2 separate regions of the Canis lupus genome follow, and region 2 is linked to region 1. The links are chromatin contacts, called in public Hi-C maps. All regions are on one chromosome and are shown on one strand. The core of a region is the stretch at or near the end of the contact, and the rest is flanking DNA. Distances in the headings are between cores, read along the strand shown.

Evidence for each region. Hi-C and Micro-C count contacts between places; a contact is called where the count stands out from the background.
Region 2: a contact with region 1 is called in a Hi-C map of skin fibroblasts, with 5 times the contacts expected there. The contact joins two enhancer-like sites. A contact is called at or near these places in 6 of 9 Hi-C or Micro-C datasets (amygdala, blood, liver and 1 more).

The regions. Positions count from the first base shown.
Region 1 is chr16:36,533,180-36,537,359 of UU_Cfam_GSD_1.0, forward strand. No RefSeq gene overlaps it. Among named protein-coding and RNA genes, the nearest start is that of CLDN23, 73 kb to the right of the region's middle. Within about 2 kb of position 2,447, at least 3 of the 20 cell types and tissues checked have an H3K27ac peak or open chromatin away from gene starts, as enhancers often do.
Region 2 is chr16:36,632,437-36,636,616 of UU_Cfam_GSD_1.0, forward strand. No RefSeq gene overlaps it. Among named protein-coding and RNA genes, the nearest start is that of TRNAM-CAU, 22 kb to the right of the region's middle. Within about 2 kb of position 2,360, at least 7 of the 20 cell types and tissues checked have an H3K27ac peak or open chromatin away from gene starts, as enhancers often do.

The sequences.
Region 1 (4,180 bases), core at 1,197-3,696:
TCTCTGAACATATTCATCATTTCCATGGAATTTTCTTTCACTCTCTATGTCTTCTGAATTTCTGATTTCCGTTTGTTTATTTTTGTCTCTTTTGCTTTATTTTTACTTTTGTTTTAGGTCTTCTCCTTAAATACTCGGCAAGTTGTACCAGGCCATTTAGGGGAGAGGCAGATTTCTGAGCTGATTGTAAGTTGTGTGTCTTCTGAGGTTGGTGTCTGGTGGGCTTTATTGTAATGTGGCTCAGAAGGGACCTGGATGCTTTACTGCTTTGCTGGACAACATCTCAGTGTTAATAGCTCCCCGAGGAGGACACATGTGCCCCGTTTCCTGCCATGAGCATGTTAGTCTGGCTGCAGGTGTTACAGAGCAGGGCAGAGGGAGAGGCTGGTGGGGGATGTCCTGGCTCAGTGGGAGACTTCCACTTCTATTTTTTGAACTGGCATCTTACTCTATCCATCGGAGGGATCTTGATCATCATCACTAAAGAAACTTGTGGCTGTTCTTAGGGTTTCTTGATAACTTATTCAGATACCAATCTAAACCTATCTGTATTCTGTTCTTTATTCCCTCAATCTTGTTACTTCGAATATATATGAGCATCAGAGGGAAAGTTGCTGATTCCGTGGCTGTATATCAAGGAGCTTTTATTGCTCAATTAATATATACAGTCTGAGTTACAGATATTTTAGTCATTATATACAAGTAAGGAAAAAAATCAATAAAATGAACATATTACCAGCAACTGCTCAAACACTTGTCAGTGTAAACTGTCAACAGCGATTATTCATAGGACGGATGAAATAAAAAATCTCACATCACAAGAAAGACACATTTGTTAGAAATCTTTTCTTTTTTAAAGATTGTATTTATTTATTCATGAGAGACACACAGAGAGAGCCGGGGGGGGGGGGTGGATGGCGGTCAGAGACACAGGCAGAGGGAGAAGCAGACCCCTGCAGGGAGCCTGACGTGGGACTTGATCCCAAGACCCCAGGATCATGCTCTGAGCTGAAGGCAGATGCTCAACCACTGATCCACCCAGGCATCCCTGAAATCTTTTTAGGTGACACAATGTCAAGCATTGGCAGATACAGCTTAGCATCTCCTGGCTATTGAACTTTTTTTTTTTTAACTTTTATTTATTTATGATAGTCACACAGAGAGAGAGAGAGAGAGAGAGAGAGAGAGAGAGAGGCGGAGACATAGGCAGAGGGAGAAGCAGGCTCCATGCACCGGGAGCCCGATATGGGATTCGATCCGGGGTCTCCAGGATCGCGCCCTGGGCCAAAGGCAGGCGCTAAACCGCTGCGCCACCCAGGGATCCCCATCTCCTGGCTATTGAAACCAAAGTTTGAAATGATCTCCCCGCCCGTGGATGAATAACTCTTAAAAGCACAGGTTAGCAGAGCTGCAATGGATTTTATAGAAGAATTAAAACCAGGTTAATTTTATTTTGTCTAGCTTTCTGAAACTAAGGCTCAGAAAGGGAAAATAATTTGATTATTCTCTCCAGTTAAACCTTACATACTTTTTATAATATTCTTTTTTAAGTTGGGTATTTCTGTAGCAATTATGGCAAGTCTTCCATGTTTCTAGGATCAGCTTTAGCTTGTGTGGTGCAGTGAGACTTTCCTCAAATATTTGCTAAAGCATAGAATTCATTTGACAAAAGAGAAGGTTTTGTATTCCCCAATAAAAGATAAAACTTGAAGAGCAGAATTCCTGAGCTGCTGGAAGCTCCTTCACCTTCTGTCCTCATGACCAAAGCCCTTCAACAAGCTCTCCACTGAGAGAGCTGGTTAAAGCCTGAGCCTTTTTTTTTTTTTTTTTAAGATTTTATTTATTTATTCATGAGAGACCCAGAGAGAGAAGCAGAGACACAGGCAGAGGGAGAAGCAGGGTCCCTGTGGGGAGCCTGATGTGGGACTCGATCCCAGGATCCCGGGATCATGACCTGAGCCAAAGGCAGATGCTAAACCACTGAGCCACCCAGACATCCCAAGCCCAGCCCCTTAAACCAGGTCTCCCTTCCCCTTGAGCCCAGATGGTCCAGAGCCCAGACCCATACTTGCTTCAAAAGTCACATGGGTCTGAATGCTCATTCTCTGAATTTAAGCCTGGCTATGTCTATGTCCTCTTGATCCCTCAGTGTGACTTCATGAAGCCACCTAGGTCCTTCCTGGCCCTCAGTGACTATGGCATCAGGACCCTTACTGAGTAGACACAGAGATAGGATTCCATGTGCAAGGGACATATGAGCCAGGACAGGCCAGGAGCCTGTGGACCAGAGCCCTGACTCTAGGGGGAGCAGGGGCAGGAGGAAGGGCTGGGAGGAAGGGTTGCAGACAGCAGTGCCCCTCTAAGGGCTCTACGGCCAGGTTGGAGCCGAGTTCCAGAGCTAAGGGATGGTCAGAGGAGGCCCAGTCCTCAGCCTTGGCCTGGAACAGTCCAGAGAGGAGATGCCAGGGCGGCCGGTCAGCTGGCTCCCTGCAGCAGGAGGTCTGGGCCATGCATCTCCAGGGCGGCCACCCTTCGGCACCTTTTGTCATTTGGTGCTTTCTCGTCCTGCCTCACTGAATTGTTATTTTAGCCTATACTGTTATTAAACATCATGGTTAACATTTATGGAGCATTTATGACAGCCAGCTGCTCTGCTAAGCGCTGTATTTGCAAAAGAGGAACAAATTGCTCGGGTCTCAAACACACACCCTTAACATGAACTTTATCAGTTGTCTTTCATATCTGAATTTATATTTGGGGCCCACATTCCACTAAGAGTAGGAATGTCATTTTAGCCGATTCATGTTTTCTGCTGTGAACTCTGGGGCTCTCACCTCCCTCCTTCCTCCTCAGTGTTGCATCTAAGGTCCTCAGAGGGGGGTTTAGAGTCAAGGCGCCTGTGGGGGTGTCCAGTCCCTCATCTGCGTGTGTCCACACTGGCATCTTCTGCTGAATCCCACTGCCGCTGGCCTCTGGTGTGCTTCTCTACACCTGGACAATGTTCAAATTTGTCTGGTTTCCCATGGAAAGATCTGCAGCTAACCCTACTTCTGCCTTTCGACACCTCAAGGTCTCTCTGGGCCGCTGTGATGCCCACCAGTGCCACTAGGGAACTCAGGGGCACCATCTCAGCTGCCCTCATAGTGACACCCACTGCGGCGTCTCCTCCCTTTAGGGGAAGGGATGCCTGAGTCCTGCTGTTTCCCAGGATCTACCCGGGAGGTAAGATACAGGCTACTTCCGTCTTCAGATTCTCAGGCTCCTCTGGAGGTTTTGTTATCCCATGACCCACAGTCAATGTGGGGATGTGGGATATGGGCCTTAGAACTCTGGCTCACCCTGCTGCATATTCAGGTTTGCTTTCCTTTTGCTTCTCTCTGTCAAGCCCAGGGGATCATCTCTTCTCAGGCAGAAAGTTGGGTCAGCAGTATTCTCTTAAAATCACCATTTTTAAAGATTTAAAAATATTTTCAATGCTTGAGTCTTGGCTTTTGCTAAGTGCTTTGCATCTGTTATCTCAATTGCAACAGCAAAATGTTTATAATGTTTACAGAGTAGTTCAGAGAGGTAAACTAGCTGGGCTAAGGCCACACAGACTGCAGGTGCCAGGCTGGGTTTGAAAGTACTTGATGAGACTTCAGAGCCTACGCTCTTATCATTCCTTGAATTCTCCCTGGAATCATTGGTACTTTCTCCTTTAGGGCAGGTTTTGTTTTCTCAAATAACGTTTAAGCATTTTAGAAACAGGATCCATGAAATACTTCCTCTGTAAAATGGGTTTAAATGAAGCTGGAGAGTTGTTACTTAGTTGTAAGAAAACATTGTATCTGCCCTAAAAGACAAAACATAGAAATTGTTGTTCAACTGGCCTAAGGTCATCACTCAGCATTCAATCAGGAAGTCTTTTTTTTTTTTTAAAGATTTTTTTTATTCATGACACAGAGAGAGAGAGAGAGGGAGGCAGAGACACAGGCAGAGAGAGAAGCAGGCTCCATGCAGGGAGCCTGCTGTGGGACTCGATCCCAGGTCCTCAGGATCACACCCTGAGCCGAAGGCAGCGCTAAACCACTGTGCCACCTGGGCTGCCCCGATCAGGAAGTCTTTAAGAGGAGAATAATCTGAGGTACAGGCTTTGTGGATCACTCACCACAGACAGGGTTGAAGCAGGTGAGTTCTGGAC
Region 2 (4,180 bases), core at 1,110-3,609, 99 kb after region 1:
TTAAAGGTGACGTTTCCACATTCTGTATTTGGCAGAGGCTTCAAAGCTTGAGCACAATAGATGCCAGTCATTGCTGTAGAACCTGTTCTGCCACCATCATCCATCACCCACCTCCAGGCTACACAAGACAAAGTGAAAAAAAAATCCACTGAGAAATATCATGACTTGAGTTTGTCACTCAGCTTTTTTATGCGATGATAGAAAGCCGTGTTCGAAAAGAGCTTTGGAAGCATGTCAGACTTGATCTGTTGTATGGTTCAGGTTAGCTCGAGTTTTCTTTTTTTTTTTTTCTTTTTTCTTTCTTTTCTTCTTTTAAAAAATTTGTTTATTTATTTCTTCATGAGAGACACTGAGACAGAGAGAGGCAGAGACACAGGCAGAGGGAGAAGCAGGGTCCCTGCGGGGACCCCATTGTGGAACACGATCCCAGGACCCCGAGATCATGACCTGAACCAAAGGCAGATGCTCAACCACTGAGACACCCAGGAGTCCCAAGTTTTCTTTCTTATTAAAACCAAAGTACCTTGGACTCTACATGAATTCTCAGAGTTCTCAGAGTTAGGAGCAAAGGCTCAGAATACCCCACAATCACAAAAGTGCATTTTCCCATCTGACCTGGCAAATAGACCAGTGGAAAAGAAGCGGATTATGAATATCTCCCTAAAATAAGAAATACAAGGTTATTGTGAAGCTAGTTTATGAACCCACCACCCTCCCTTTACTTCTTGTCCTGCTCTTGTACAATGCTGGCATTTGGAGTTATTTTTCAGTTAACACTTAAGTTAGTTTCCTAGGGCTACAACGTAATACAAACTGAGTGCCTTAAAACAACAGAAATGTATTTGCTAAAGGTTCTGGAGGCCAGAAGTCTGAAAACAAAATGTTGGCAAGATTCTGCTTTCTCTGAGGCTAAGGGAAGGATCCTTCTGTGTGTCTTCCATCTTCTGGTGGCCCCACTGTTCCTTGGCTTGTGATAGCATGACTTCCATCATCGTGTAGCTTTCTGCCTGCGTGTCTGTGTCCAAATATCCCTCCTTCTATAAGGACAGCAGTCATATTGCACTCAGGGTCTATCCCACTCCAGTATGACTTCATTACATCTGCAAGAACCCTATTTCTAAATAAAGTCACATTTTGAGATACTGGGGTTTAAGACTTCAGCATATCTTTGGTGGGAGGTGGGAGAGACACAGTTCAACCCATAGCAACACTCAGTTATGCTTCCAGTCCACATGGAAGTGGAATTCCCAAATAGGGCACTTTTGTGAAGAAATCTAAGGTTGTTTCACTCGGTATAATACCCTCCAGTTCCATCCACATCAAAGCAAATGGTGGATATTTGTTCTTTCTGATGGCTGAGTAATATTCCACTGTATATATATAAGTCAATCGGAGAAGGACAATCATCAGATGATTTCACTCATATGTGGAATATAAGAAATAGTGAAAGGGATTATAAGGGAAAAGAGGGAAACTGAGTGAGGAAAAATTAGAGGAGACAAATCATGAGAGACTCCCCACTCTGGGAAACAAACAAACAGTTGTGGAAGGGGAGGCCAGTGTCAGGGGGTGCGGTAACTGGGTGATGGGCAATAAGGAGGGCACCTGATGGGATGAGCACTGGGTGTTATACTGTATGTTGGCAAATTGAATTTAAATTTTAAAAAAATTAAAAAAAATAAAAAACCTAACACACCAAACCAAATACTTCAAAATATGTTTTCCAATGAGTGAGAAAACCAACATTAATCCTAAGAACATGTTTATCCCAAATCCCTCATCTTGAGGGTTTTACCATTCTCTTTGGAGCTCACTTTAAAATTCAGTCTTTTTCCAACCATGTAATTAAAAAAAAAAAAAAAAAGGAAAGAAAAAGAAACTTTTTTCATATAAAATTACATACAGAAAAATTAACTTGAAGTCCAACACAAAGTTTGATCTTTACAGGCATAATTCCAAAACTGATGCCCAAAAATGGGCATTTGTACAATTTCATGCTTCACCCTTAATTTCTTTTTATATAAAGTAATGGAAAAATTAAAAAAAAAAAAAAAGAAAATAGTAAAGGAAATCTAAGGTTGTCTCTGAAGGCTGCCTTCTACTGGGAGCCTGTTTCCACTGCGGGGCTTCCCAGTGTTCTCAGATTCTCCACCAAGACAACAAGGCATTTCATCCCATTGCTGGCCCTGAATTATGTTGTTATCCCTCCTAGAATCTTTACTTTATAGATGTTGACCATTTGACTTGAGCTGAAAGAAAAAAAAGAGTTCAGGACAGAGCAGAGACAAAGGAGCAGGGGAGTGAGGAAGAGGCCCAGGATGCCAGAGTGAGGTGGGAACACATCAGAAACACGGTGCCAAGCACCCCTGCTCCCCGTGCACGGCCTCCCACAGAGCCGGCCAAATGGACGTTGGTCAAAATCACTCTTTAAGCACAAGTTGTGTAAAGCCACTCCTGGCGATCACACCCTGTCTCTGCTAGTATCACTCGTGCTAGTGACTGGTACAGAGCAATTGGAGCAGTGCCCCGACCCACCCCCGACCAGCAGCCGAGAGGCATCTCACTTGGCAGTCACGGCCAAGTAGAATTCCAACCCCGGTAAACTGTGGCATCTTCCCAAGAAGGGCTGATTAAGTTTGTTATCTAAAATTAAAACTATTTAATAGAAATATAGTTACATAATACATGTAGTTTATATGCTGTGCTATATATAATTATACTTCTATGATATTTAATATAAGAGTTTTTTTCTTAGGAAAAAAACTAATTCTGGGAAAAATTCCAAATAAGTGAAAATGCTACTGCCTTCAGGGTGTGTAGTGGATCTTTTTTCTGCATATCAATTCAAGAATAGAGTCTGCTCAGTTCATACTGATAGGTCACTATGTATTTCTGCCATTACAACTCAGGCAAAGTCTTTGGCCTCATTCTTTTTTTTTTTTAAAGATTTTATTTATTTATTTATTCATGAAAGACTGAGAGACAGAGAGAGCCAGAAACAAAGGCAGAGGGAGAAGCAGGCTCCATGCACCGGGAGCCCGATGTGGATTCGATCCCGGGTCTCCAGGATCGCGCCCTGGGCCAAAGGCAGGCGCCAAACCGCTGCGCCACCCAGGGATCCCTTCGGCCTCATTCTTATAAGAGTCTCCCGGGGCACCCCTTCACACCACCGCAGGAGCACCGTAAACTTTGTGTCTTCCTCCAGCCACATCTAACACCATATCTGATATACAGTGGATGCTATATAAACAAATTTTCATCTCAGCAAAAAGGGCAATTGCTTTTCTGTCTTTTTAAGGGAAATCTGTCATGGCTAAAGACGATATTTGACTCTGCAAGCCTTGGTAAGCCTTGAAATCTTGAGTATAACTAAGGTTACTACTTTGAAGAATTAAAAGAGGAGGGGCTCCTGGGTGGCTCAGTGGTTGAGCATCTGTCTTTGGCTCAGGGTGTGATCCTGGGTCCTGGGATCGACTCCCACATCGGCTCTCCGTGGGAGCCTGCTTCTCTCTCTGCTTGTGTCTCTGCCTCTCTGTCTCTTGTAAGTAAATAAATAATATCTTAAAAAAACAAAGAATTAAAAGAGGAATAAAACAAGAAACTTTCTGATGCCTTAAAGACTATGTCATTTCCTACAAAAGATTTAAGAGGTAAAGCTAGGAGGACTGCCAGCTTGGAAACTGAATTTAAGCTTGATCAAGGCAAACATCGCATACTGATTAAAATGTGACAAAAGGGCACCCCAGGTGGCTCAGCAGGGGCAGCCCATGTGGCTCAGCGGCTTAGCACTGCCTTTGGCCCAGGGCGTGATCCTGGAGACCTGGGGTCAAGTCCCATGTCCGGCTCCCTGCATGGAGCCTGATTATCCCTCTGCCTGTGTCTCTGCCTCTCTCTCTCTCTCTGTGTCTCTCATGAATAAATAAATAAAATCTTAAAAAAAAAAATAAAATGTGACAAAAACTTTTCTGTATTTAATGAATGATTCCAAGTCAACAAATAACAGGAAGATAAAAACGTAGCCATTTATACTTCTTGGCATGTAACTGAGTCATTGTGTTGAGCCGGAAAACGAAGGTACTTAACCTTTGCTTTTTTGTATCTCAATGGGAGGTGACCGGGCCTAGCGGAAATAATTCGGGTCTTACATAACATTAGTATTTGCTGTTTGTTAATTTAAAGT